2 separate regions of the Mus musculus genome follow, and region 1 is linked to region 2. Evidence: chromatin contacts called from public HiChIP or PLAC-seq data. All regions are on one chromosome and are shown on one strand. The core of a region is the stretch at or near the end of the contact, and the rest is flanking DNA. Distances in the headings are between cores, read along the strand shown. Region 1 holds the start of 1700011B04Rik (RIKEN cDNA 1700011B04 gene). Region 2 has its middle 37 kb from the start of 4930529N20Rik.

Region 1 (5,830 bases), core at 1,106-3,605, 50 kb before region 2:
CACAATCACCTATAACTCTGTATTAAGAGGCTCTGACACCTTCTTCTGGCCTCTGCAGGCATCAGGTACACACAAGGTGTACCTAATACATGCAAGGAAAACATCCATGCACACCTCCCACACACAAACACACAAACACACACACACAAAACAAATATATCTAAACAAGGTTGGAATGTGGACTGGATCTGAGAGGAGTTTGGAAAGGGAAGAGAATATAATCAAAATACAATGCATAAAAATCTCAGAATTAATAAAATTGTAAAAAGTAAATCTTTAAAAAAATGCTTTGAGGATGCTTCATAAAGGCAAATCACTCCAACTACATTTGCTAAGGTGTGTCACAAAATAAATCTACATGAATATGTATCCTGGCATCCCAGAAGCTTCTCCCCCAGTAAACGTCTCTGTCTACCCACAGGGTAGTGTAGGTCAGTGGTTTCACCACACCTTCCCTCACAGTATACATGTGCAAAATTGTACTTGAAATAATAATTAAATTGTAAAAACTCAAAATAATAAATTAGACTCAGAGGAAAGAGAGGCAAATTTATTCGTCCCTATGTTACAGCAAGAATTAAATAGCATTTAAACAAATTACAACAGCTCACCACAAAAATGTAATGTTAAAAGATAAATCTAGCAATTCATGTCTAGGATCCGTATGATGAAAGCTATAAAATACAGACAAAAGAAGCAGAATTCTCAATAAAAAGAGAAACACACCGTACTTAGTGGTCAGAAGACCTCACAGCTTAGACTTCAATTTTCCCCAGACAATCTAGAGAGTTAATACCAATCTCCAAAAGGTTTCAGCTGTATATTTTCCAAATAAGCTGATTCAAACGTCAGGAGAAAATTGAAGTAATTAGGACAACTAAAACAAGTTGAAGAGGAAGAAAATTGGGCTAATCACATTACTATCAAGACCATATGATATTAGCAAAAGGATAAATCAATAGAACAGAATTATGTGAATATAAACCCACAGAAGTATGGCCAAATGGTTTTAATTTAACATTTTTAGGTATACTCTATACAGTATTTCAACCATATTCACCTGTACACTTTTATACTCCATCTCCTCTCAGACCCCTCACAACTTCTCAATTAATGTCTTCTCTTTGCACATAATCCACTTAGGGGCTAGAGAGATGGCTCAGCAGTTAAGAGCTTTGCTACTCTGGCAGAGGACCAAGATTTGTTTCCCAGCCCCTACATAGCAGCTCACAACAACCTATAACTCCAGTTCAAGAGGATCCAAAGCTCTTTTCTGGCTTCTTTTGGATTTCAAACACATACATGGCACACAAACATACACACAAGAAAAACACTCATATACATAAAAATATAAATAAGTAAATATATAAATACTCCACTGAATTCTGTTAGTGTTTCCCATATACACATGGGTGTGTGCCATCAGTTAGAGCACAGACAGCATGTGGGGAACCAAATCCCCAAAGTAAACAAATTCTCCCTTCCTTAGCAACCTTCAACTCCCAATAGCTCCTTATAGGAGGAATAGGGACTTGTGTGCCCCTCCCCATTCCATGCTGAACTGTTGACTGGATTGTTCTCATGCAGGTATTGTGCAGGCAACACACAGGTGCTTCGAGTTCATGACTGCAGCTGTCATGTCCAGAAGATACTGTTTCATCTCAGTCTATCCTACCCTCTGGCTCTTACAGTCTTTCTGCCCTGTGTTCTGCAATGTTCCCTGAGCCTTGTAGGGGAGGTATATTACATAGTTCCATTTAGAGCTGAGCAATTTACAAAGACTGTCCTCCGCACTTTGACTTGTTATGAGTCTTTGTATTCGCTACCATCCACTGCAGAAGGTACTACTCTAATGACTGAGAGACGTACTAATCTTTGAGAACCAAGATTTGTATTTTGACCCTATGTCCATTTAACATAAAGAGAAAGGTAGTAGGGTTTATATTTGGAAGGTTTGGGCTCCCCGGTCATGGGTTCTTGGCCCAATTACAATATCAGGCTTGAGAGTCCTCCTGTGGAGTGGGCCTTAAATCCAGTCAGAAAAAGTAGACTATCCCCATAGCATTTGTGCCGCTGATGAACTCATGAGCATATCTCCAGGTCAGCCGTTGTTGTAGCTCATAGGGTTCACAACTGGATAAAAATGGCCCTGGTCTTCTTCCTTTTCCCCCAAGACATGATATCCTTACAGAACAGATTGATCCCAAACTTGAATTCCTCCTGCCTTAGCCTACCAAGTGCTGGGGTTATTGGTGTACACCACAATACCTAGATATGCTCACCTTATTATTCAAAATTCCTTTAATTTTAGAATAAAATTTTCCAACAATATTTTTCTTTGTCTCACCCGCAACTTCAGACAAAGGCATTTAGAATTCAGGTGTGAGCCATGTACCTGTGATGTAATGGATTCCATGAATCACATGTAATGTTCCAAGAGGAAGGTGAGAACAGAGATGCTTTGTCCCAATTTGGCGCTTTGTTGTCATGCAACAAGCTCAAAATAATGGCCATTGGATTACCTCTTGATTTTATTTCCTGGTATTCAACTTTTGTGAGGGGAACAAGCTTTGTTAAAGAGTACTCCACCCTCTTTCCACTACTATTCAAGTATTAAATTTAACACAGTTAAGACTAAGGTTTCTGGGACCTGGGACAGGATCATAATTATTGATTTCATCCATTGGAGAGGGCTCTTTCCTGCTGGTATTCTTGGCTCCTCTTTGCCAATAAAACAGAAAGTGAGAAATATGTATGTGCTCATCATGTGCTTTATACAAAGCCTTTGTGCATAGTGTTCTAGGAAACAGGAAACTTGTATAATACTATGTGCAAGGAAATTCATATGTCACATTGTTAAATACCACCCCACGTCTAGTATTTTCCAGTGTGCAGACTGAAGATCTGAATTGTGAGTGAAGTTAAAGTCTTCCTTTCAACTTGTGTGGTTAGGTATTTGTCACTGTGATGATAAATTGACCAGCACAGTCTATGTGCTATTCTCAAAGTAGCTAGCTTAAGTGGAGATAGTCTAGAATTTTGTAACCTCAGTGTGGATATAAAGAAACAAAATTTCTTACCAGTAGCTTATGTATCGGTTATGGCTGATGTGAAGTTTATTGCTCTAAATAAAATGTATAATTAAAACTAACAATCTTTTTTAGTCAGAGCTACAATAAGATTAAAATTTACACAGTTGCTCCAATTGTGCGTATATGCTACAGTACTTGTCTAACATTATAGCTTTTTACAACTAAACCAGACACATCTTATAAGATACTAACAATAAAAAGGGAAGAGTGCAAATAATGCTAGAATTATTTTAGACATAATGCAGTTTTACAAATCTCCCAGATCTCAAATCTTATGTATCTGTTAGGAACTTGACCATAAGAGTGAGGGCAGGAGTATCCAGTTTTACCTAACGGCTACTGACAGCACCAACTGCTTCATAATACTAGGGCAATAATAAAAAACACACTGTGTCATGAGCATTTAAAAAATACTACCTGTCATTTCTCTTCTCTCCAAAGCTTCTTCATAGTTCCTGAAAACTCCGCAGTCCCCTTGCCTCTGAGCCTGGTGCTTGCTGTGTGCAGGACCTCCACTGTTCTTCTATCAGCCAAATGAGTTTAGATGAACCCACAACTCCTTAGTCCTGTGCAATAGGATCAATAGCCACAGTCATGGACGGCCTACAACACCCCAGGCACTTGTTAAGGGCTGGCCCCTCTACATTTATATGCTGAAATTCTAACCGCAGCACAATGGATGTAGAGATGGGACCTGGGGATGGGGGTGGGGTATGTGATTAAGTCAAGAGGGATTCCCCAAAGGATGAAATTAGTGCCCTGAACATAAACTTCCTTCTAAAGCTTGCTTCCTCTTTCTCAGCCATGTAAGGACAGGAGGAGAAGACAGACTTGTTCAAGCTAGACACCAGGTATGCTGGTACCTTGATCTTAGAATTCCGAGGTTCTGTGAGTAAAGGAAGCTGGTGTTTAGTGTTAAAATTAGCCAGTGGTATTAGTTTTGGCAGTTCAACCTGACAGTGACATGGATGCTCTATGTATTTTGTTTAGCCCACAAAGTTGGAAGTTCTTCTGTTCTCCTATACAGAAGAACTATATAGACCAGAAAATTGAGAGATGGAGAAGTTAATAAACATATTAAACATTATCCAGTTTGTGAATAGCAAAGTCTAGATTCAAATCAAGCAGTACAGTTCTAAAAACCCATTCTAGACCTTTATTACCCATTTCCTCCTCTCCCTCCCTTTCTTTCTTTTTTCCTTCTTTCTCCCTCTTACTGGGGCTCAGTTGAATACCTCCTAATTCTAGCCTGGATGTCCTTGGGACCTGTGCCAGGAAACCTTAAACTTTTATTCTCTGTGGTCTCCATCCCATCCCTGTTTATTACACAAGAAATGGCCACTTGAATATGTTCCTGTTTTAGATTAGGGTTTTCTTTTTCCCTTGGTTCTAAAATAAACTGTTCTAACTCAAGATATTCTGACTAAAGCAACTTTAGAGAAAAGAATTTTATTTTAGCCTACAGTTACAACTTGGAGTCTCTCAGTGGCAGCAGTCTGAGGGCACTGGTCACATCACACCCATAGTTATGGGCAGAGAACAATGAGTGCATCCTTGCATGTTAGTGCTCAGCTTCCTTTCATCACTCCTATACAGCCTAGAGTGTCCTGCTTAGGGGATGGTGATGCCAACAGTGGGCAGGACTTCTCATCTCAATTGATGTCATTAGGGTAATGCCCACAGCACTATTAGAGTCCACCTGCCAGATGATTCTAGATTTTGTCACGTTAAAACACAAGCCATCAAATCTAGTATGTGTTTTGATGTTGTTGTTTATGTTTCTTCAAATGTACATGGGCCACCACTGCCCATCTGTTGGGTAATGTCAATACTTCTAGACAGGCTTGTCACAGAGGACAAGTAGTCACTGGTATCATACATGTTGTACCAATAGACCAAACTCTGGCAGCACTGGGTAAGAATTCATTTACCATCAAGGTCTCATGACCTCACCTTTGCATTGTTTTTAAAATTTTCATCTCTAATGTAGCAAAATAATATCAAAGTATTTTGTGGCTTTCGGATGATGGTTTCTACTTTGCTAGCCTTTGGAGGGTTTTTTTCTGAAATCTCCTGCACGTGTCTCTTGTTTGCTGTTTTTGCTCTGGTAACACTTGTTTGTTGATTGTTGATATAAGGCCCACAGAGCAGTACTGTAGCAAAGTCATCACCACAGGATTGGTCCTTTACTGTGGTGAATGGACCACATGTTCTCAGGCTACATGAACCTGGTCCCATCCACCCTTCACCTGGCTAGCCTTGGCTCCCCCATCATAACTCTCTCCACCTCCCACAGCTTCTTCAGGGTTCCTTGCAAACTAAATTTTTTTTCAATTTTATAAAGAGAAGATACATAGAGAGGACACGTGGCAGTGACCAGCCTCAGACATGGGCAATAAGGGAGTGTGTGTCTTCTCTGTGGAGAAAAACTCAATAATGACTAAGAGGTGACTTATCTTCACAACATCTGTCTCTAAACAAGATTTTTTTTTGTCCTTCACTGTCAATTCCAATCACTTGCCAAGTGACTGCTTTGTGAATGACCTCTGGCTAAGCTACTGATCTTGCTCTAATCTTCCCTTACTTATCTGTGCTGATGTGAACTTAGAGAACATATAGTTACAGCAAGCCCTGGTACACTCAGTTTAATCTTACATGATGCTTTGAAAGCAACTTGCTTTCCAGTCCAGTCCAGACATTAAATGTTAATGAGTAGCTGGAGGCTGGAGGCTGGAGGC
Region 2 (5,728 bases), core at 399-2,898:
GGATCCACCCCATAATCAGCTTCCAAACGCTGACACCATTGCATACACTAGCAAGATTTTATCGAAAGGACCCAGATGTAGCTGTCTCTTGTGAGACTATGCCGGGGCCTAGCAAACACAGAAGTGGATGCTCACAGTCAGCTATTGGATGGATCACAGGGCTCCCAATGGAGGAGCTAGAGAAAGTACCCAAGGAGCTAAAGGGATCTGCAACCCTATAGGTGGAACAACATTATGAACTCACCAGTACCCCGGAGCTCTTGTCTCTAGCTGCATATGTATCAAAAGATGGCCTAGTCGGCCATCACTGGAAAGAGAGGCCCATTGGACTTGCAAACTGTATATGCCCCAGTACAGGGGAACGCCAGGGCCAAAAAAAATGGGAATGAGTGGGTAGGGAAGTGGGGGGGGAGGTTATGGGGGACTTTTGGTATAGCATTGGAAATGTAATTGAGGAAAATATGTAATAAAAAATAAATAGATTTTAAAAAATTGGAAAAAAAAAGAATTGAGATGTTATTTCTCTCTGTTAGGAGTTCAGGCCTACCATAGTTCTTTGCAAGTAGAATGCTATCAACAGTAATAGTCACTACCCAAAGTAGACCCATAAGAAAATAGAGTAATAACAAGCTATGAAACAATCACCTCCAAAGCTCCAACCAGTTTAGGATGTGAAGGGACGTTAATAGTACTTTGTGTCAAGTATATTAGTTATTCTAGATAGCCTTAGGAAAAAAGGAAGAAAATACAATAGGATTATTGATTACTATTGAGGTTCTAGAAAATAGAGGAAGGGAGCATATATGGCAGGGGGACTTTTGGGGAAAAAAGTGTCTGGTGAGGGAATTTCAATGAAAGGTAGAAGGAAGAAAGAGATGGTAAAGACATGCTGCAGATAGCTTAGACCATGCTCAGCTCTCTGGAGGCCAAATCTCAGGGACTTTGCAAACCAGGCCAGACTTTGTTCTTTGGGAAATGAGAACATGAAAGAGTAAGGGCACAGAGAGAAAACTCTATGTAGGGCAAGAACACCGAGGAGCTGAAAGGGCGTGGGCTATCAAAGATGGAATAGACGTAGAGGAGGGAGAACTGGTAGGAGGTGAACCATGAAAACTGACTGGCCCAATTGTAGGGCTTCTTCGGGACTCTCCCACATGCCTTTCCTGGCTCCCAAATGCTGTCTGGCCTCTGGGAGTTGCTCAGCCAAAATGTGTTATTTTTACTTCAGGATGCTAAGTGAGCATGGCCCCTGAAGGATGCTGAAGCAGATTGTGAGTGATACCAAAGCCCCTCCCACCCATTTCCTCTAACCAAAAAAAAAAAAAAAAAGCTCCAGGCTCTTGCTCACGAGGTAAAATTACATTCACCCCTTCTCTGAAGCCTTTCCACGCTCTCCCAGTGTGACTCACGCGCTTCCTGCATCAACGCCACTCATGTGTGTCATTATGTGCTACATTACTGCCTCTCAGAATGATTTGAGGGAGTCATTCTGATGTGTGTTTGTGTGTGGTGGTGGTGGTGGTGGTGGTGGGTGGGTGGGTGGGTAGGTGGTGTTGTTCTCCAGACCTGACTCACAGCGCCCTTCCTCTGCTTCTTTATTCTGGCATCTAGAATCATCAAGCATGTATCTGGGAACAGGCTGCAGCTGCTGATGCAGTGAAATCGAAAGGGGAACTGAGAAATCTTGGCAGGCTCCTGATCTGCCACTTCTGCACAGAACACACCTTACCAGCCACCTGCCTGACCCACTTCCACAATCTGACTAGTCATTTCTGAGTCTACCTTCAGCCCCAGAGGCTGTATGTACATCCAAGGCTCACCAGTTGTGGAATGAAGGAGGGAAGGGGAGCTTGCCACATTGAAGGAGGTGCTGAGAGGGAACAGCACAGCCAGAATGCATGCCAGCCCTGGGCTGCTATCACAACCAGTCAGAAGCCAGGAGCACAAGTGGCACCCACATGACAGAGAACCAGAAGTGCCAGGGATCCATTTGGCATCCTAAACCCAAGTGACTCTGTGGAGGACTCTCCATGGAAAAGACCTTGCCTGGGTGGATGATACAAGCTTCAGTTTTGGGCAGAAGCCAATATGGATGACTGTACCCCAAAATCTTGACCTTGTGGGCAGGGGAGAGGAGACAATTACACCCCTATCCCCATGTCCGGGTGCTATGTCCATAACAAGGCTAAATCCACAAACCAAGAGAGGGCTTGTCCTCTGCACTGTACAGTCAGGTGAACAGAGGGGACAGGAATTCAAATTACAAGCTCCCCCTGTGTCTACATGGCAAAGAGAGCTGTATAATCAGGAAGAAAGGGTGGCTGTGGTCTTCTGTGGATCACAAACAGGCCCAAGTTGCATTGGGCTAGAAAATAAATGTACCTTTCAGTAGAAAGGGAACCTGTCACCTTTGATGCTTTACAATAGGGAAGTGTCGTTTTTGTGTGTGCCAAGAACTTTTATTTACATCATCCCCACCCATCTCACACATCTCACATCATCTTGTAGTAGTTCTCTCTCTCTCTCTCTCTCTCTCTCTCTCTCTCTCTCTCTCTCTCTCTCTCTCTCTCTCTCCTTTCTTCTCTCTCTCTTCTCTCTTCTCTTTCTCTTCTTTCATCCCCTTCTCTCTTCCTGCCCTTCCCTCTCCCCATTTTCTTTCTTCCTTTCTTCCATCCTCTCTCTTCCCTTCTTTCTTTCCACTTCTCCTCCTCCTCTCCCTTCTTCATTTTTGGTTTTTTGAGACAGAGTTTCTCTGCATAGCCCTAGCTGTTCGTGAACTTGTTCTGTAGTCCAGACTCACCTTGAATTTAAAGATCCCTGCCTCTGCTTCCTGAATTATGAGATTCAAGTTTTGTGCCACCATGCACTGCTCAAGTGATGCCATTTTCAATTGTCACAGAATATCCTTGCTTCCAGGGCAAGTGCCTACCAATGATGGTGAGATGCCTTTCACCCTATAGCTAGTCAGGAGAGGAATAGGCAAGACTTTCTGACCCAGAGAGAAGGAGAGGATTTCAGGGGGAACCCTGGAAGTCTCTATCAGGACACAAATAAAGAAGGAAGTGACCAGGCGAGACCAAGATGACAGGTAACAGGCCACATGGCTGGAAAGTAGGCCAGGCCAGTATTATCAAATTCGAATAGCTCAGAATCTTCCCACTATAGTGCCTGAAGCTTTTAATAAATATAAAAGTCTCCAAGTCATTTCTCCGCGTTATTACTCTGAGTATGGGTGGATGTAGAAAGTTTTGTATTTTTACACTTCTCACCTCCTTTTCTCTCTGCAAAGGCTTCTTTGGGACAGGGCAAGGCACATGACACACCAGGATGGGAGAAGCCAGGAGAGTTAGGATCCAAGAACAAGAAGATTTAACACAACACGTGCTTCAGCCTTTTTGGAGTGTGGTAAAAACCAGGAAGCCCTGAGTCTTACAGAACTTTACAGGAAAGCTGGAACCCAAGGCTGACCAGAGCTGCCTGCTTCATTTGAAAAGGAGGGGACACTAGCTTCGCCTTCACAGACACATCACTCACCACCAAACTGCCAGACTGCCACAGCAGAGTAGAAGAAAGAGGGAACAGGATGTGGGGCAGGGCTATCAGACTTCAAAGAGTGTCATCCCCACCCCCTCAGGAACAAAGTGTGTGGGAGATAGGGGAGACAGTGTGTAACTGCGGGTGACTGCCAACTGCCATTGTGCTCTGTGAAATCTTTAAGTTTGTAGAACCTTTGAGAGATGAAGCCTTGCTGGATGGAGCAAGTGAGCCACTGGAGGCAGGTTTTGACATCACTTCCTGCTCACTCTCTCTTCCAGGCTGCTGATTCAGTGTGAGAAGTGGACCTTGTGCACTTGTCACCAGGATGGACTGTATACCTTGAAACTGTAAACCCAAATAAAACCCCTTTCTTAAGATGCTTTTGTCAGGGTGTCTTACCCCAGCAACAAAAGAGAAACGAGTGCACACTCTGAGTCCAAGTTGAACACGCCTCTTTTCTTCATAAAGAGCCCTGCCTCAACAACAGAAAATAGACTAAGAGACGTCTATACTGAAGGGACAGCAAATTTCTAATTTCCCACAAGCACAGAGAAGTTGGAGAGCCGGAATCTTTCATTCTTGTCACTAGTCCCCTAGTCCTTCTATAACTTAAGGGACAGTCCCTTGAATTTTTGCTTCTTGTGCTGGCTTGCATGCCTTTTGGTGAAATTTATATAATGTCTACCCCGTAATTTTAGTAAAAGAATCACAAAAACCTAGTAAAGGAATATATAGGGCTGGGGAGGTAGCTCAGTAGTTAAAAGCACTTGTTGCTCTTTCAGAGGACCTAGGTTCATTTCCCACCATCCACATGGTAGCTCACAATCATCTGTAACTTCAGTTTCAGAGTATTTAATGACCTCATCTGGTTTCCACAGGCACCAAAGTTCACGGTCAGCCTAGCTACATTCTATGTTCAAGGCCTGCTTAGACTACATTAGATGTTTCCTCAAAAAGAAAACAGAAAGGAAGAAAACTAAACCAAGAGAGCAGTGCACTATAGATGCATTTAGATGAGGTATACATAGGCCAATTCATAGAGGTAAGAAGTCAATCAGTGCTTGCCAGATGTGGGGGATGGAAGTATGAAAAGTTATCGCTATTGGGGTTGGGGTTTCCTTTGGAGGTGATGGAAACCTTCTGCAAGTAGTAGTGATATTTGGACAGTTAGTATTTATATTAAAATTCACTGAAATACATACTTTATTGAAATGTTAATTTCATGTTATATTAATTGTGTTTCAACTGAAATGCTCAGAATTAGTTCAAAAATGAGAAGGTAATTTCAAGAGGTATGTTGTCTAGCCGAATGGAGCAGCGATCATTTCATGTCCTGAGGTATCTGACTCTTCCAGGAAATAGATGGCATTTGTCTCACAAAAGAATTGAAGAGAACACTCTGCTGCCCCATGTATTAATCAACCTTCTTTAGAAAGACAGAATCAAGTATCTAGAAAAGTGATAGAATGGAAATATAACTATGGGAGATAGATAGATAAATAGATAGATAGATAGATAGATAGATAGATAGATAGATAGATAGATAGATAGATAGATAGATAATTTCTTGGGGGTGGTTAGTTTGATGACTGAGACATCTCAGAATGATCCATCTGCAAAGTTTTGAATAAGGAAAGTTGGTAGAATGGCTCAACCCATGTTCAAATGCCTGTGGGTTTAGTTGTGTAAGTCCGAGATATGAAGGCCAGAGGGCCTCAAACACTGATGCTGAAGGTCAAGAGAAGGTTGTGGCAAGAGAAAGAAGAGGGAAGAGAAAGAAGTGGGTAGCAGAGAATGAGGAAAAGATGGAGAAGGGAGGAGGGAGTGAGAGGAAGAGATATCACCCTTTCTCTCCTTTTTCTTTCCAGATCTTATATTGGATTAGATGGAGTACATTGCATTGAATAAAGGTGGCTGTTCCTAGCTTGGTCTATAAAGTGGCAACTTTCTTTTCTGGTATTCATAGCATACCCAGAAATAATACTTTTCCAGGCATTCCTAGATCCCTTAGTTTTTTAAGCTGACACCTGTAATTAAGCATCACATCTCTCATCCTCAGACAGTTATGCACCTCTACCTTGTGAGCCAGTGTGAAAAGGGATTTTTACTCTGGTTTCCAAATATCTCATCTACTCTTTCCAGGAGCCCTTGGATACTGATGCTGTTACAGTTTGTGCTGGTCAGGTTGGTT

The links. HiChIP or PLAC-seq counts read pairs in DNA pulled down with a chosen protein or histone mark.
Region 1: a BATF HiChIP or PLAC-seq map of CD8 T cells shows a contact between it and region 2, with 10 read pairs. The contact joins the promoter of 1700011B04Rik here to the enhancer-like site in region 2. A contact is called at or near these places in 12 of 484 Hi-C or Micro-C datasets (CD4 T cells, CD8 T cells, DN3 thymocytes and 5 more) and 4 of 115 datasets of contacts at active chromatin or transcription factors (CD8 T cells, double positive thymocytes, large pre-B cells and 1 more).

What each region holds. Positions count from the first base shown.
Region 1 is chr13:35,178,148-35,183,977 of GRCm38.p6, reverse strand. It overlaps 1700011B04Rik (RIKEN cDNA 1700011B04 gene), which reads right to left and starts at 2,355. Exons shown (of 3, transcript NR_045616.1): 1 at 2,283-2,355.
Region 2 is chr13:35,127,546-35,133,273 of GRCm38.p6, reverse strand. No RefSeq gene overlaps it. Among named protein-coding and RNA genes, the nearest start is that of 4930529N20Rik, 37 kb to the left of the region's middle. Within about 2 kb of position 1,648, at least 86 of the 459 cell types and tissues checked have an H3K27ac peak or open chromatin away from gene starts, as enhancers often do. A contact at or near this core is called in CD8 T cells, DN3 thymocytes, Th1 cells and 3 more, where this site is marked.